Linked DNA regions of Mus musculus: regions 2, 3, 4 and 5 are each linked to region 1. Evidence: chromatin contacts called from public promoter capture Hi-C data. All regions are on one chromosome and are shown on one strand. The core of a region is the stretch at or near the end of the contact, and the rest is flanking DNA. Distances in the headings are between cores, read along the strand shown. Region 1 holds the start of Nmt1 (N-myristoyltransferase 1). Region 2 holds the start of Ttc25 (tetratricopeptide repeat domain 25). Region 3 holds the start of Mettl2 (methyltransferase like 2). Region 4 holds the start of 1700052K11Rik (RIKEN cDNA 1700052K11 gene). Region 5 holds the start of Nkiras2 (NFKB inhibitor interacting Ras-like protein 2).

Region 1 (3,458 bases), core at 477-2,976:
TGTGATTTTTGTTCCCCCCCATGCTGGTGAGAGAACAAGAGGCTGGATTTTTTTTTTTAAGCCTAAAACTCACCACAGTCAGATTACTGATCATTTAATCCTTTGCTCAGCCATCTTTAAGACAGAGGAATAAATAGAGTGTAGCCAAAGGTTACAAACTTCTATCTTCATCTCAACTTTAACTGGGGCTAGGGGGAAGCTAAGAGCTGCCGGCTACAGCTAATGGCAAGTTGGCTATAACAAAATCTGGCTATAAAAACCAAACTACCACCAGGCAGTGGTGGCACACGCCTTTAATCTCAGCACTTGGGAGGCAGAGTCAGGTGGATCTCTGAGTTCGAAGCCAGCCTGGTCTACAAGACAGCCAGGGCTACACAGAGAAACCCTGTCTCAAAAAACAAAACAAAACAAAACAAAAACAAAAAACAACAACAACAACAAACAACCACTCAATCACACACCCACAAGTCTCTACACAAAAATATACATATGTATACATACATACATACATACATACATATTGGGTGGGGGCGTTAGAGCAGCAGGAAAATAATATGAACTTAAATACATCATTTTTCGTGACTGGCTTACTGATGTACTGATTGGAAAAACAAAGACAAATACAAATTCTCAAATATCTGGCCCATTTCTTCTTCTCTACTAACAAAAGACTGAAATTACTTATAGTAAGACCCTGACCTACACAGTGACCTGTAACAGTACTAATCCCCATACCCGAGAGACAAGAACATCACCCCAAGTTTGGAGTCAATCTGTTCTACATTGTATGCCCCAGGCCAGCCATAGCTACACAGTAGAACCTGTCTAAAAAGGCAAAACATAACGAACAAAAAACCCCAGGGAGACCCTAAAGTACAAGACGTGCAGTAGTACCCCACAAATACCACATGTTCTCCAAGAAGCAACATCAGTTTATTGAAGCTTTGAGGCCCTTCACTAAATTAACAAAGTGAAGGTACAATGAAATTGACTCTTCACCGATTATTTGAGGCAACAGACACTGAATAAATCAAAACATCACATCACTAATAACATAGGATCATAGTGAGTTTATATTTCGGACTTGTCTGGCAGTTATATTTTACAACATAATTATATGCATGGCTTGTATAGCCTAGTGAATTTCCTCATTGAGCGTGAACTACAACGAAATGTTTTATTATTAGTTTATGGCTAGTCACGTTTCTCATACACCTTTATAAGTAACGTTCCTTCTGAACCGCAGCTTCTAGATTGCTCTGCATTGTACTACTGAAATCTACCGTTCAAAATGTTCTTTTCCCCCATCGTGCCTAAAGCAAGGGAGTGGTACACTAAACAGAACTTTTATATAATAAAAGTATTGCATGTCTCCGACCCTTAATATCTGAGCACCCATCCTGGTAAGTGACAAAGACAAAAACCAATCGCTAGGTAGGATCTCAATGGCTTAGCCAATAAGAACATGGGGGTGGGGTTAGACTAAGCTCCCGGTGACTTCCCCGCACCCCAGATACCCAGCTTGTGGGAGACCGGACAGGAATTGGGCTACGATGATCTCGTTACCTCCTGTTGTGGCTGTTGTCCTCCTCGTTCTCGCAATCGCTGCAGTGCTCATGGCCGTTTCCATTCCCTTCCATCATCAGTGGCAACGAAGGTGCCGGCAGCTTCACTGCTGTCTCACTCTCATCCGCCATCTTGGGTTGCGAGAGCCGGACTCCGCGCCCCGCTACATGGAGGGCTCCTATTGGACAGAGGAAGTACGCGCTGTATTCTGGGTTTTGTAGTTTGTGTGAAGAAATCTGCCACTAAGGGTGGCTTGTTTTCAAAAAACTGTACCGATGTGGACTACAAAACCCAGAAATCATGAAGGGACGCTGCCTTGGGAGGAGCGGGCAGCAATTCCGGAAGCCCCTAGGTTCGGCCGCCCTCTGAGACGAAGGGCGCTGTACGCCTTATAGGGTGGTCGCGGGGCACGCTGGGAGTTGCAGTTCCATGTTGAATTAGAGTTTCGCAAGTAAAGGGCTTGCAAAGTCCAAGGTTTTCAGGCCGCCCTTGGTAATCAACAGGCCACAGATGAGCCGTTATCGGCTAACGTTAAGGACCGTTACCATTCCTGGGTAAGTGAAAGACACTGAGGTTCATGGCTGCGATTCTCCAGGAGCTCAAATGCCCTTACAGAGGACTTTCCTATAGGTTTGCTCTCGGCTGCCTTCCCTACTCCAGCCTTTAGGGAGACCTGGGTCTTTGGAAATCTAAAACCGAGAGGCAGTGCATTGAGGTGTGTGGAACACTGCCCCCGAGCCAAAGACTTGATTGCTTGCAGGGGAGGCTTACCATTTCTTGGCTTCTAATTTTGCACTGCGCTCTTCTTCACATTTCCCTTTGATTCTCCTCTAGAGCCTTCCATAACAAGTCTTTTTTTTTAAGATTATGATAATTACACCATTTCCCCACTTCCCCTTTCCTTCCTCTAACCCCTCCCATATACACCCCACCTTGCTCTCAAATTCATGGCCTCTTTTTCTTTAGTTGTTGTTACATATGGGTGTGTGTGTGTTTTCCTAAATATATAAATATAGCCCGTTCAGTAAGCATAATGTTGTATGCAAATGATTTCAGGGCTGGTGTGCCTGGGAAGAACTATTTCCTCCCCCATTTTTAGCCTTCCTTAATTGCCTGTAGTTCTTAGTCTGGGGTTGAGGCCTCACGAGCTCCCCTACTCCCAACACAAGACTTTAATGAGCACTTACACGCCAGGCTCTGGCGTAAGACTTTTTGTACCTGAATTCCTATAATTTTAACAAGCTTAGAATGTGTTATGCCATTATTATTCCTTTTTCACAGATGAAAAGACTGTTCCAGAAAAGTTGGTACATTGTTTGTAGGCGGCAAAATCTGTCTATAAATCTGTATCTACCTACTCTGTGCCCTCTGTAAGGCTTCACCGTCACACCAGTCACACTGTTGGATCCAGGCAACTTCCAAGGACGAATCAGTTATAGCCAGGTAAATGCAGCATCTATCTTAGAATTGCCTAAATGCTTCTGTCCCTCTGGGCTTTGTCCTGTAACTAGCTAGTCTAATCATAATCCTGAGAAGATTGCCCAAAGACAAGGGCTTAGAGCCTTCCTATTTGTGCTGAGTATGCTGGGTGGTGAAAGACTGGGTCTTACCATCAGAGAGCTGCAAGGCCGAAAAGGGAAATGACCTTTGCCTTGGTAAAACTGAACAAGGGAAGAAGCAATTCCTTTTCTGACTCACAGAAAACAACAAGAGCAACAACAACAAAAAAGAAACTGCAGAGCTAAATATAGCCAACTCATCTTACTTGAGCGGCAGGCCCAGAGAAGTAAGACTCCAAAGATGCAAACACTCCTTGGTCATTTCTGTTTGATTTCAGAAAGCAGTCAAAGCTGCCCACTTGGGCTCAGCTGACCATATTCGCATTAGGGCTT
Region 2 (3,197 bases), core at 583-3,082, 2.5 Mb after region 1:
CTCTACCTGCCAGCTGCTGGGACTGAAAGTGTGGGACAACACACTCAAAAGCAGGATCAAACCAGGGCTTCATGCACACAAGGCAAACACTCTACCCAGCTAAGCACTGTCTCCAGCCCTGCAAAGGAAAAGGTTATCAGAACACCTTGCAGTCTGGAGGTTGGCACCCCAGGCAACTGGAGTCTGAATGCTTGGCTCACAGGATCCTTCCTCCACTACTCCAGCTAGTTCAGTGCAGTGACCTTGGGCATGTTACCTAACTTTTATATTCACTTCCTCATATATACAAAGAAAACAATAGTAACCCCTTCCGCTCCCCGACATCCTAGACGGACACACACTGCTTAGAGCAGTGAGTCTAATATCCTAAAACGACTCCCAATCCCTGTAGGGTACAATGGTGTAATTTTCAATAAGGTTACTACAGTACGCCCTAACTTCACCGACAACTTTCTTACAGGCAAGCCTGTGCCAAAGACTTCTACATTTAGCTTCTTGGGCAATCTGTGGCTAAGGATGGGAGACTGAATTTATCAAGAGAAAGGTAATCATGAAACATTTAATGATTGGTCACATTATGTCTCCAACTGGCAGGCATTAGTGAGAAACTATAAGAGAAAATGGCAAAAGTCAGGGTTTATGTGTGACAGTGGCATATCATGGGAACCAGGAGTATGATATCCACAAAATGGACCTCAGGGCTGCTGGTGATGAAAAAAAAATGGTAATTGGGTGGGACTGGAGATTTTTTAGCAGCTAAGAACACTAACTGACTGACTGCCTGCTCTTCCAGAGGACCCAGGTTCAAGTCCCAGCACCTACATGGCAGCTCACACCCCTCAGTCCATTTCCACACTCTAAGAGGGAAGTATGCATGTGGTCCATGCATGCTGGCAAAACACCCATCACATACAAATATTTTTCTTTAAGTGGTGAAGTGTGTGTGTGTGTGTGGTGGGGGGTGGTATCGTGTTGATTTATTGGTTAACAGCACTTACTATTCCTGTAGAGGACCCAGATCTGGATCCCAGCACCCATTTGGTGCTACATAACTGCCTGTAACTCCAGTTCCAAGGGATCCAGTTCCCTCTTCTGGCTTCCAAAAGTACCAGGCATGCATGTGGTATACATACACACAAATCTTTCATCAACAACACAATGGTGGTGGGTCCAGGTAGCAAGCTGGGGTTCCATCATTCCAGAGGCCAACTGCAAGATAGGGAGTTGGCCTCCAGAGGACATAAGGAGGGCACCTTCCTTTCAAATCATAAGTTGGGAATGAGGGTGCACATTGGAAGTCATCTCTCAGGAAGTAGGGGTAGTTCGAGACCACCCTGGTCTACAGAACAAGTGTCTATCTCAAAAGAGGAGCGGAGGCGGGGAGGAGGTTGAGAGAGGAAAGAAGAGAAAAAAAGAAGAGGGGAGAGGAGAAGGAAGGGGAAGGGAAAGAAGAAGGGGAGGAGGAAGAGAGGGAAAGGGAGGAGGGGAAAAGAGGAAGGCAACACAGTAATAGGATCAAAGCGCAACTCACGTTGGTAAAGCTTTGAATGGCCTTAGTGAACTCCCCGCACAGATAAAGCCTCTCCCCCTCTGCCATGTAAGAGGGAAAAGTGCTTCTTAAGATATCACCGTCCGACATGGTCACCCTACTTTTGGAAATTCTGAAGCAGATTCAGAAAGGAAAAGAGGCTGGAGAATCGCCGGCTTGTTTTGGGACAGCCCGGTCTCTTAGCAACCTAGAGAGATAGTCTAACTTCCGGTCCCTCCCCTCCCCTCCCCTGGCGGTGTTAGGCCTCCGGGTGAGCCCGCCCAGCGTGCTCATGCGCCTGTGTCGCCACGCTGCGCACACCGGTCAGACAAGTGCTGAGCGCGTGGCCGGCGGCTGCAGGACGCTGGCGCTCCAGAGTGATCGCTGTTTGCTTGTAGGTTGCTTCTCCCCTCCAGTTGCCACGTGGAAAGCCTCGCAGACAAAGCAAGCCAAGAAAATGAGAATTGGAGGCAAAATTCCAAGTAGGATTAAGGCTTAAGCACTCCAGGTCCCATTAGGAAGGAGAGAGAATTTTGGAACCGGAGTCAGAGGGCTTGGGCAGCCTTCTCTCTTGTCACTTCTTAGCTGCGTGATCCTTGACCAAGCACATTAGGGAACTGAAAAGTACGCGTTCTACCTGCCAAATGAACAGGAAAATAATAGAGCCCTCAGGGACGTGAGGATTTGCATGAGAATGCAATGGAAAGTGTGATGGGTTTAGCTTTCAATGTCACATAGTTATGGAACACTTGCTAATAGCAAGTCTAAACTAAGGTCTAGCCTGACATAATTCTGCAGCCATTCAGGAGTAATGGCTGTGGGGATAACTCAGTTGGTAAAGCGCATGCTAAGCATGCAGCTCTCTGTTTCAGTTCCCCCAACCCTGGTACAGCCCAGTGTGATGGCACCATCTTGTATTAGCCAGCCCTGGAGAGACAGAAAGACATGCATTCCTGAAGTGTCCCCTGGCATCTACATTCACATGTGCACAAGCACACACATGTTCACACACACACACACACACACACACACCACACAGACACAGCAGTACCTCTAAGTACCCATAATATCTTAGATAGCTAGCTCAGTTAACTGCCTCAACTATATTGGTTTTTTAAAACAGTCTTGGAGTTATACATGATTTTGAGCCACCACTTGGGTGCTAGGAGTTAAACCTGGGTCTTCTGCAAGAGCACCAGTGCTCTTAATCCCTGAGCCATCTCTCCAGCCCAGAATCTTGTCTTAAACTGTCTTTCCAGAATTCAGCTGAGCCAGGCTTGGTGGCCTGGGTCTTTAATTTTCTTACTCCAGAGACAGAGGTAGGAGGTTGGTTGTGAGATACAGGCTTTCTGGTCTCCATAACAAGTTCCAGGCCAGCCCTGGCTACACAGCGAGTTTCAAACACAAAAACAGAAACAGGATCCAGCTTAATGGGCATGTATTAGGAACAGAATCCAGCACACAGTAGGAGCAAAGCAAACCGTTTTCAGTCTCTAAAAAAGATGTCCTTACTGGCAAATGTATAAACACAAATGAGCACAACATCTGTAATTCTAGCACTTGAGAGACTGAAGCAGGATTGCCACAAGTTCAAGGCAGCCTCAGTTACATAGTGAGGTGAAGGCCAGCCCAAGTAACAGGGGAGTCTCTGTCTCAAGCCACCATAACT
Region 3 (3,253 bases), core at 164-2,663, 2.1 Mb before region 1:
TCTACAGGAATACACCACTGCACTTGGCTAACTGGTCCTTTAACTGCGAAAAGAGGATACTGGGCTACATGATTTTCAAAATCCCTCTCAACTCTACGAAGCTTTATCTAGTCTTATCTACCTAACAATGCAGGCAGGGTGCCTACTTTGCAACTGGAATATATACATATACTTATTTTTGAGACAAGCTCTCATGCAGCCCAGGCAGGAGTGGAACTCTACGTAGCAAGGATGCTCTTGACCCCACTCAACCTCTTGTCTCTGCCTCCCAAGAGATTACACCCCTACATCTTAGGAGGTACGTGCCTGGCCAGTGACCTCGGTACTATAGAGAAACTATCAGTGCTTATTATCATAACCGATGAGCCATCTCTCCAACCCCCTGATGCCTATTACCTTAAAGTTCCAGGTTTACTTTCAAACGCCTCCTAGAAACAGGGACAACCAGTTCTAGTATTTTATAAAGGAATTATTCTTGTCTTCGGAAATGACCTCTTTCGCTTTGAGCAGACTCGTCTCTCCACTCTGCTGCACGCATCTTTCTTTGGTAGAAGTCCCACATCTCCAAACCCAACACCTCAAGAAAAGATGTTATGATCTAATCCTCTCCTCCCACAGTACGTTAGGATCCGACCACATCAATCTAGCTCTGATGGAAACGTCCCAGCAGAAGGTAAACTGTAGAAGCTACCCTAAGATGACTGAACGACTTTACGGTTGCCACAGGCCAGCCACATCAACGCGACACTCGTAGAACTAGAGAGTTCAACAACAACAACAACAAAGTCCAACCCCAATGGCTTCAAGACTTTGTTAGAAGACAGCCCCTTTGCCTCCTAACCCGTCCCCTCCCCGACCCGTTCTGGGCCGGAGTTCTCCATCAGGTCAGTGATAAAACGATCCCGGTGCCCCCATTTTTCTTGCCGTCTGGAGGAGGCGCGTCCCACACTGCGGGCACAACGGAGCGCACCTTGCTTCTCCGGGCACACCAGCGGGGAGCTGTTCTCCTGCACTTTCCTCTCCGCCGCCGCGGCCTGCTCCTCGGACCACTTCACGTTGTCCCTGTGAAAACCAAACGGGCAGCTTCAGGCCCACCGGTCCCGGACCCGGGAACGTCGGTCCTCGGGAGGCGAACGCTTCAGCTACCGCCGCGGGAGGAGGGCCAGCGGGCAGGGCTTTTCTCCAAGTGCTCCGGGCTGGCGAAGAGCCGGGCGAGATGCAGGGCAGTTACCAGGCATTGTGATGGAAGACGCGCGCCGGGTCGCTCAGGAACCGGTGCCCGAACTGCGGTCTCTTCCCGTCCTCGGTCTCCGGCACGCCTTCAGGGAAGGAGGCCGCCATGACACCGGAGACGGAAACGCCTTCTCTTCCCGAAGGCGAGGACTTCCTGTGGGCCACGCCCCTTCCGGAAGTAGCGTCACTGGGAGGGAAGATGGAGGGCGGGGCGGGGCGGGGCGGGGCGGGGCGGGGCGGGGCGGGGCGGGTTCCAAGTGATTGGGAAGCTCAGCGGAGGCGAGTCCGAAAGGAGTCATTTCTCCCTGGAGATGCACAAGGGCGTGCAGCACGGGGAGGAAGTAGGAGGCTATTCCCTCGAGTACGGTTCCGTGCAGGTCCCAAGATTCCCCCCAGGAAAAGCTTTGACTAGCCGACTGTGATGAGACGTGGTCACCAGACCACAGTCCGCGGGGAGGCAGCGCGTGGGTTTTGAGAGCATGAAGCTTCCGTGTTAAATGACATAACCGACCACACCTCCTTGAAAAGCCAGGCTTAATTGGCACAATAAAAATTGTAATTCGTTCATGCATAGAGCTTGTAATATGTATTCAATTTATTTAAATGTATACATTGTACACTTATATACTATACATATATGTATAAATATTTTAAAACTAATAGTAGGTCACTGGTATATAATTTATAATTGCACATTTTTAGCCTTATATTTTCTATTTAAATAAATTTCCCCTTTATGTGTACGCATGGTTGTGCACCACGTGCATGCAATGCTCATGGAGGCCAGAAGAGGGCACCAGATCTCCTCGAACTGGAGTTACAGATGCTTGTGAACCAACATATGGGTACCAGGGATCAAAATATGGGTCTCCTAGAAGAGTAGCCAGTGCCCTTAATTATAGGGCTCTCCAGGCTCTATAATTTCTTTAGGCTTGGTGGCAGGCAGCTTACTTGCTGTGCCATTTTACCAGCCAGAGTTATTGTTGTTGTTGTTATTATTGTTGTTGTTTTTGTTATTATTTTGATACATTTTGAAGGACTATGTAATTCTGGCTGGCCTCCAGCTCTCTATGCAGATTAAACTGGCCTCAAACTCAGAGATGTGCCTGTCTCTGCCTCTCAAGTACCGGGATTAAAGGCATTCACCATCACATCCAGCTATATGTATTTTTTTTTTTTAATATCATGCTCTTTAAAAGCTGTTAGTGTTCACATTCAACAATCCCATTATATAATTTTTGTGTGTGCAGAAAGCTCATTGTCCTTTTACTTGAAGTTCCAACATTATTTTTAATAAGTGAGCCATTTGAAATATATGGCTGCTTCTCTTTCTCTCTCCTCTCCTCCCTCCCTTCTTCCCCCCCCCCGTGTGTGTTTTAATTATTATTTTCTTTTTAAATATAGAATTCCTCTATATAGCTCTGACTATCTCATAACTCTCTTTGTAGACCAGGAAGGTTTCAACTTCAGAGATCTGCCTGCCTCTGGCTTCTGGGTACTGGGATCAAAGATGTGTGCTGCCTCCACACCTGGCTAGGTTTTTATTTTTGAGATTATGACATTACATCACTCCTCCTCAACCCTCCCATATTCCCCTCCTTACTCTTTCAAATGCATGGCTTCTGAAAATGGATGAGTGTGTCACTGTGTACCCTTATCTGGCTTCAAACTCTGGACCCTCCTGTCACGTCTAACTTTGCCAGTGCTGGAATTACAACATGCATTTCCAAATGTTTAACTATTCTAAACTTGAGCTTTTGTTTTTAGACCATTTTCTTTTTTGTGTCTATTTACATCAGTGTATTTCAGTGTATCTATTTACTTCAGTGTATTGTATCATTTACTGAAAATGGTGTGTGTGCTTGGTTTTCTTTTTTAAATTTATTTATTTCTATTTTATGTCCATTGGTAATTTAACTTCATGCATTTCTGTGTGAAGGTATCAGATCCCCTAGAACAGGAGTTACACACAGTTGTGAGCTGCCACGTGGGTGCTAAGACTTGACCCCTGGTGCTCTGG
Region 4 (3,176 bases), core at 554-3,053, 2.2 Mb before region 1:
CTGACCACTCCATGGAACAGTAGTTTCCTCTCCACTCTGGGTACCTGCTTGCACTCCTCCCAAACAGGGAGGAGCAGGAGGGCACCATTTTTAAACTCTTTTCCTGACCAATTAATGTAGATGCTATGAGCAAGTTTGTCCATCCGATGGGAGAAAGTACTCTTGCATCATCCATTAAAAAGTTCTTCAATATTGAGAATAGAAAAAGAGCATGCATCATAACATAGGAACCCTTCAAACATTCTAGTATTCCAGAGTTACTGGAGGCACTCCTGGAGTGATTGGCAGAAATTTGTATTAAAGTTCACTGAAAAAGGAATCAAACCTTCTCTGCAATCTAACAGCTCCATAATTTCCAGTAACATCCCCTACACCCGTCCTAACTTTCATTTCCCTTCCTGGACTGAATGCCTGGAGCAAAGGGGAATGAAAAGGTGACGAATTCAAGTTTCACTCACACACACAAGTAAGGAATTAGGAAACTGTTAGAATGGTAGAAAGGCATCTTAAAAAAAAAAAAAAAAGACTGAGAAGAAAACCGAGTTTTCCCTAAGTAGGTAGGTGGCCTTGCTCACTACTTGTCCTGCCCTAATAATCGAGGTCGGAAAGGCAGAGGTTACAATGCAGTCTCTCCCCAATCCCAAGGTCTCTGGAAACATTTCCCAACCCTCCATCCCCAGGCCTGGCCCAGAAAATGAGGCCCTAGCAGTTACCCCATTTAATGTCAACTCATGATCAGAAAATACCCACCCCATCTCTTTCCAGAGGGGCTTTGGACCGGGATCCTCCCAATGGCCCCAAGCCGGGAAGCAGGACCGATGGGGCCTGGTCCCGGCGCCCCTCGCCGGCTCCAAACTTTCCCCAACTCCGGGCCCACCTGTCACGGACGGAGCGAGGGACAGCTCTCGGGGGCGCCCCGTAGGCTGCCGAGGCCTCCAGCTCCCCGGAGTCGCCTCTCCCGGCAGGCCGACCGCCACACTCCCAGGCCTGGGCCTGGTCCATCTTCGGCCCGGCCCCTCGGCGACCCCGCAGCCCTCGGGGAGCACCTCCCGCCTCGGCGCCCAGGAGCTGCGGCACGACGCCGGCCCGGGTCGCAGCCTCCTCGGGCCCTGGAGTGGGGCCCCCGGGACGGTTAATACCCCAGGCCCCGGCGCCCTTCCACGTCCAGGGGCTGAGCTTCTCACCTGCCGCCGCTGCCGCTCCACTCTCCTCTCGGGAGGGGCCCCGACCCGACCCGGCTGCTGACCGCTCCGCTCTCCCCCTGGGCAGGCCCGGGGCGGAGCCGGGGCCTCTCCTGAGCGCCGCAACCCCCCGCCCGGGCAGCCGCCGGCGGCGCCGGGCTCCACGACAGGGCGGGCGGGGGAGGGGGGCCACGGAGGCCGCAGATCCCCGAGCTCGCGTACGGAGCCAGGCGGCTGACGCGGGCCCGGGCCCGGGCGGCCGCCGGGGGGCGCGGGGCCGGCCTCCTGGCGCCGGACAAAGGCCAAGGGAGGCGCAGAAGGGTCTGGGTCGGGCCGAGAAGTGGGGGCCCGCTCGGCTGGGGGCCACTCGGGTGCGGCGCGGAGGGCGGGATGGGGGGGGGGTCGGAACCGCTAGTGCCCAGGACCCGCCTCCGGCCCCTTAATCCGGATCGGTTCGGTCCGGATTAGTAGTGATCGGTGTAAACACACTAGTGAAACCGCGTGTTTCCTCGCGAGATTTGCACGGCTGGGAGGCACGGGGGGGGGGTGTTCCTGGGGTGGGGGGGAGGTAGTGCCGGCCGTGGGGGAGGGGACGGGAAAGGTGTTGGGGGGAGGGTCGCTGCTGCCCCCGGAGCTCCGCCTCCTCCAATCAGCGGCCGCGCTGGCGGGCAGGGGTTAACCAGGGGACCCCGCACCGGCGGAACAGGCCGCGCCTGACAGGGCTGCTGAGGGCGGGCGGCTGGCGGCGCTTGCGGCCCCGCCTGCGACGTGAGGGGTGGTTGGTCGGCTCGGGGGCGCCGGGTAAGCGGCCGGGGCCGGAGCCTCGGGAGCCCGCCTTTGTGGAGACAGAGTCGGAGGCCGACGGTTGGGCTGCGCCTCAGGCCGCGGAGCAGCGTCGGAGCGGCGACCCGGCGGGACTGCCGCGCTCGCCCTGCCTCTCATCTACACACATTTTTTGGGGTGAGGAAAGAGGTTGCTCTGCCCAGCGATGGATCCGAGGAGAGAGCCCGGGAGCGGGGCAAGGGGTGTCACTGAGTTCGCGGTGCCCACCCGATGTCCGCCAGCCGGCCATCCCCCGCAGCCATGGTCCACGTCCCCAGACCCCACGCCACGCCACGCCACGCCACAGGCACGGAAAGCCGGCCGGCGGCTCTCGCCTTCCACGTACCTGACTGGCCTGGCGTCTCCAGGGACAAAGGTGTCCTGGGATCACAGCCGAGCCCTCACCAGCATGCCCCCCTCCAGAGCGGAGGTCGCTACCCGCCCCCCGGGGAACTCTCTCAAAGCACCTAGGGGGAGGTTCCATCTTAACCTCCGGTGACAAGATGGCCCTCCTGGGGTGCTGGGGGCCTGCTCTTCAGAGTGTCTGCTGAGAGGGTGAGCGCCTGCGACAGGAGGGCTTTCCTGCATGGGAAAGGGTTCCACCTCTGACCCCAGCGCCAAAGGGGGAAAAAGTCACTTTCTTCACCTAGTTTCACGAGCCAAGACACGGACTTCAAAGTAACGACTCAGCTTTTTGTTTTCTTCTGATGCTTCCTTGACCAGATGTCTGAACGTGTCTGAAGGACTACAAGGGAATCACAAGAGAAACATTCAAGCTTTTACACAGCCGGCTTGAACTTTTCCAGGCGTTGGCAAGTACTCCAAAGTAGAATTCTGTTATTATTAATTTTTCCACATATTGACTGGACAGAGACCTGCCAAATGGGCAAAGGATGATAATTCCTTTTTGTACATTCTCCATCCTTCAGAACTCAAGTAGAAAAACTCAAATTGGGAGTCATCTTCCAGATCCCAGGCTGCTTGGAAAGATGAACGTTTTGAAGGGAAGAGGGGAAGAGCAAGTCAGGAGCAAAGGGTAGGGAAAGGGGGCAAGGAGGAGCCCCCAGAATGCAGTCAGTCTCAAGCATGAAAATGATGAACAAAAGGAGTGCACTGTGGCTCCTCAAGTCTGCACAGTGGGAAAACAAAGACAGTTCTTTGATTATAGTGAGA
Region 5 (3,367 bases), core at 168-2,667, 2.4 Mb after region 1:
TTTGGATTCAGGATGTGACCAGATCCTTCACTCAAGGTCTTCTGCCAGTCTCCCGGGCCCAGCAACACTCACCCACGACATGGTTCCCGTACAGAAGCTGCTCAAGGATTGAAGTTTTGCCCACAGATGCCTGGCCGCACACGACCACCTTGCAGCTCTTCCCCATGCTTAGCTTTCAACCTAAAAGGACAGAAGCCGTGTGGTGAGGGAAGACAGAATCCAAACAGCAGGCCAGGGAGCATCAGGGAGTTAGCACCACCCTGATGTTTACCGAACTACTGAGCAGTGAGCTGTAATTAACCTCCTTATCCCATGAGTGGCCAGGATTTGGCACACAGCCAGGGTGGGGTTAATGGCACCACAAAGGGAGGGGCTTAGAGAGTGGGGTGACAAAAACAGCTGGCCGGGTTTGTTCCTGTGCACAAGATAGGGCACCAAATACTGAAGGAAGTTCCACAAATACTCCTGTTCTTTTTGTTTGATTTTGGGGGGAGGGGGTTGTTTTGAGACAGGGTCTCATGTACCCCAAGCTGGCTCCCAGCTGATGAAATAGTTGAGGCATATGCACACCAGGCTGTTTTCTCCTTTTAACCATGACTTCCGTGAAGAAAGAAGCAGGGATTTTAGATTCTTCTTGACATCTTTTCCTCAGGGAGAGTGTGCAAATATGGAGAAAAACTTTCTTTCTTTCTTTCGGGGGGGGGGGGGCGGGGTTTCTCTGTATAGCCCTGGCTGTCCTGGAACTCACTTTGTAGACCAGGCTGGCCTCGAACTCAGAAATCTGACTGTCTCTGCCTCCTAAGTACTGGGATTAAAGGCGTGCAACCACCACTGCCCGGCATAACTTGCTTTCTTGAATGACTAATTTGGATGGCAATAAATTCCATTTAACCATTCCCAGTTGAATCCACCGGTAAAATAAAGATCTGACAAGAAACAGAATAAAGAGAAAAGTGCTTCCGAAAGATGGCTTTTACATCCCTTGAACTGACAGGCACAGAGAAAGCTCAGATTTATAAACTCTCTTGAGACTGCAGAGAGAGGTCCTTCTAAAGGGAAACTTCCTGACACAGGCACCCGGGGAGCGCCAGTAATCGCCCCTTCCTCCTCCCCCCAGAAAGCAGAGATCCAGAGGTAAGCCTCAAAGGGGTCCCAAGCAGAAACCTCTCCAGGAGAGTTTCCTGTCGCTCATCTCCACCCCGTGGTGTGAGCCTTTTAGTAAGCGACACTCGAGAGGCTGCCAGAGGCCGCCGCCACAGAGTACCCCTGAAGGGCACCCCTCAGAATCTCAGAGGCAATCACAGGACAACCAAAGTGAATCCGAGACAGAGGCCGCGCTGAGCCCTGCCTCCCAGCTCCATACCTCCCGGGTCCCCGCAGCACTCCCGCTGAGGTGCCCCCCGGAGTGGGCCGGACCATGGGAGGGGCAGCTCGACCGTAAAGACGGCCCTCTTCCTCTGGGTGGAAGGACTGACCCAGAGGTCCCGCCCCGCAACGGCCAGCCTTCAAGACAACTTCCGGCGGCGTAAAGTGAGCGCGGATCGCACAGCGCCCCCAGAGGCCGGCGGGGAAATACCCACCAGAACTTGTGTCTGGTTATTAAGCCGATGTTCCAGGCTCTGACACTAAAATGTTCTCTCTCTAAAAGACAGTGACCAGTGACGTTTCGTTCTATCATCTATGCGACAAGTTTTCTTTTTCTTTTCTTGGCTATGCTATGCTATGAATGGAACCCAGGATCGTGCACATACTAGGCAAATGCTCTTTGAGCCTCAATTTTTTTCTTTTGATTTTCAAGACAGGGTTCCTCTGTGTAGCTTTGGCTGGCCTTGAAATCACTCTGTAGACCATGATGGCTTTGAACTCACAGAGATCCACCTGCCTCTGCCTCCCGAGCGCTGAGATTAAAGGCACATGCCACCACGCTCAACTAACCATGCAATTTTTTTGAACTTAGAATGGAGGCTCACATTTGAATCCCAGCACTTGGGAGGGTGAAGTAGGGAGATTTTCTGAAGACAACATAGTCTATACAGAGACCCTGTCTCAAAAACAAACAGACAAAGAAACCAAACACCCCAGCACCTACTTTGTCTTGTTTGTGCCTTAAGTAGGGCCATATACAAAGGAAAAGCTACAAGTTAGAATGATTGAACCATAAATTCATTGTCTAGAATAATTAGCCAGCCAAAGTAACAATTAAAACCAACCATGATGAATGCTGTTATTGAAGTGGGGTGCTATGGGCATGGCAGAGGGGCATTTAACTTAGAGGTGACAGGTACCAAAGAGGAGGGAGGAAAGGGGGGTGTCTGTGTTCATGTTTGAAGGGCCGAATAGCACAGAGATTTCTGAAGCAGAGGAAATACAAGAACCATGACATTTCTTGTATCAGTCTGGGTTCTCTAGAGTCACACAACTTATGGAATGTCTCTATAAATTAAGGTGATTTACTGTAATTACTTACAGTCTGTATTCTAACTAACCCAATAGTGGGCAGCTGTGAATGAGAAGTTCAAGAATCTAGTAGTTCTCTCAGTCCCACGAGGCTCGTTGTTTCAGCTGGTCTTCTGCCTAAGCTGGAATCCTGAAGTAGTAGGTTCCAACAGATGTGCTGGCAAGTAAGTGCAAGCAAGCAAAGAAGAGTGAATCGCTCTTCTTCCAACGTCCTTATGAAGGCCTCTAGCAGAAGGTGTGTCCCAGATTAAAGGTGTGTGCCACCAGGTCTGGATCTGGAACTTGCTTTGTTGCAGGCTGACCTTACACTGAGATCTGCTTGCCTCCATCTCCTGGGATTAAATGCATGTAACTACCTTACCTGGGTTTAAGCTTTTCCTGGTCACTATTCCTCAAGATCTCCATGTCAAGATCCAGGTTAGAAACCTGTGTTCCAACCTCAAGATCTGGATCACAGGTGTGCCCTGCATTTCTGGATTGTAGTTCATTCCAGATTCGGTCAGGTTGACAAGCAGGGCTAGCTATTACACAGAGGAAATACAACAAGGTTCATGACAGTTTTGGAGCCAGGAATCCCTAGGGGCTCAGTATTGATTGCAGAGACTAGCCAAATAATGAAGATGTGTGGGAGGCCAGGGACCAAACACCACAATAGCACGCCATTGGTAAGTTTATTACAGGGAAATGACACACTCCATCCACTTTTGCAAGAAAGGTCATTCTCTCGGAAGAGCCAAGGCTTGGCAAAGATGAAACTGAGGATCAGTTAGGAGACTATTTGCAGTCTCTAAGTTTATTGTTTAAGAGTTTGGGATGAAAAGACTTGGGGGATGTGTGGTGTGGGGACAAAAAGCATTGATGACAAGGTTTCAAGCTAAGGGCAGTGGGTCTGTGTGATTTACCCCAGGTT

Evidence for each region. Promoter capture Hi-C pulls out the DNA fragments that hold promoters and counts their contacts.
Region 2: a contact with region 1 is called in a promoter capture Hi-C map of neutrophils, with 6 times the contacts expected there. The contact joins the promoter of Ttc25 here to the promoter of Nmt1 in region 1. A contact is called at or near these places in 3 of 39 promoter capture datasets (the C10 cell line, neutrophils and pre-B cells).
Region 3: a promoter capture Hi-C map of liver shows a contact between it and region 1, with 4 times the contacts expected there. The contact joins the promoter of Mettl2 here to the promoter of Nmt1 in region 1. A contact is called at or near these places in 2 of 39 promoter capture datasets (liver and pre-B cells), 1 of 484 Hi-C or Micro-C datasets (pre-B cells) and 1 of 9 other capture datasets (adipose tissue).
Region 4: a promoter capture Hi-C map of pre-B cells shows a contact between it and region 1, with 5 times the contacts expected there. The contact joins the promoter of 1700052K11Rik here to the promoter of Nmt1 in region 1. A contact is called at or near these places in 2 of 39 promoter capture datasets (liver and pre-B cells).
Region 5: a contact with region 1 is called in a promoter capture Hi-C map of liver, with 7 times the contacts expected there. The contact joins the promoter of Nkiras2 here to the promoter of Nmt1 in region 1. A contact is called at or near these places in 2 of 39 promoter capture datasets (hematopoietic stem and progenitor cells and liver).

What each region holds. Positions count from the first base shown.
Region 1 is chr11:103,026,811-103,030,268 of GRCm38.p6, reverse strand. Nmt1 (N-myristoyltransferase 1) reads right to left here and starts at 1,726. Exons shown (of 12, transcript NM_008707.4): 1 at 1,567-1,726. The coding sequence starts at 1,697. It also overlaps a transcript of Dcakd not described here.
Region 2 is chr11:100,544,243-100,547,439 of GRCm38.p6, reverse strand. It overlaps Ttc25 (tetratricopeptide repeat domain 25), which reads right to left and starts at 1,832. Exons shown (of 12, transcript NM_028918.3): 1 at 1,532-1,832. The coding sequence starts at 1,639.
Region 3 is chr11:105,124,585-105,127,837 of GRCm38.p6, reverse strand. It overlaps Mettl2 (methyltransferase like 2), which reads right to left and starts at 1,413. Exons shown (of 9, transcript NM_172567.3): 1 at 1,232-1,413; 2 at 971-1,062. The coding sequence starts at 1,341.
Region 4 is chr11:105,180,060-105,183,235 of GRCm38.p6, reverse strand. It overlaps 1700052K11Rik (RIKEN cDNA 1700052K11 gene), which reads left to right and starts at 1,803. Exons shown (of 1, transcript NR_027956.1): 1 at 1,803-3,176. It overlaps Tlk2 (tousled-like kinase 2 (Arabidopsis)), which reads right to left and starts at 1,709. Exons shown (of 22, transcript NM_001112705.2): 1 at 1,185-1,709.
Region 5 is chr11:100,621,005-100,624,371 of GRCm38.p6, reverse strand. It overlaps Nkiras2 (NFKB inhibitor interacting Ras-like protein 2), which reads right to left and starts at 1,417. Exons shown (of 4, transcript NM_028024.2): 1 at 1,364-1,417; 2 at 73-180. The coding sequence starts at 166.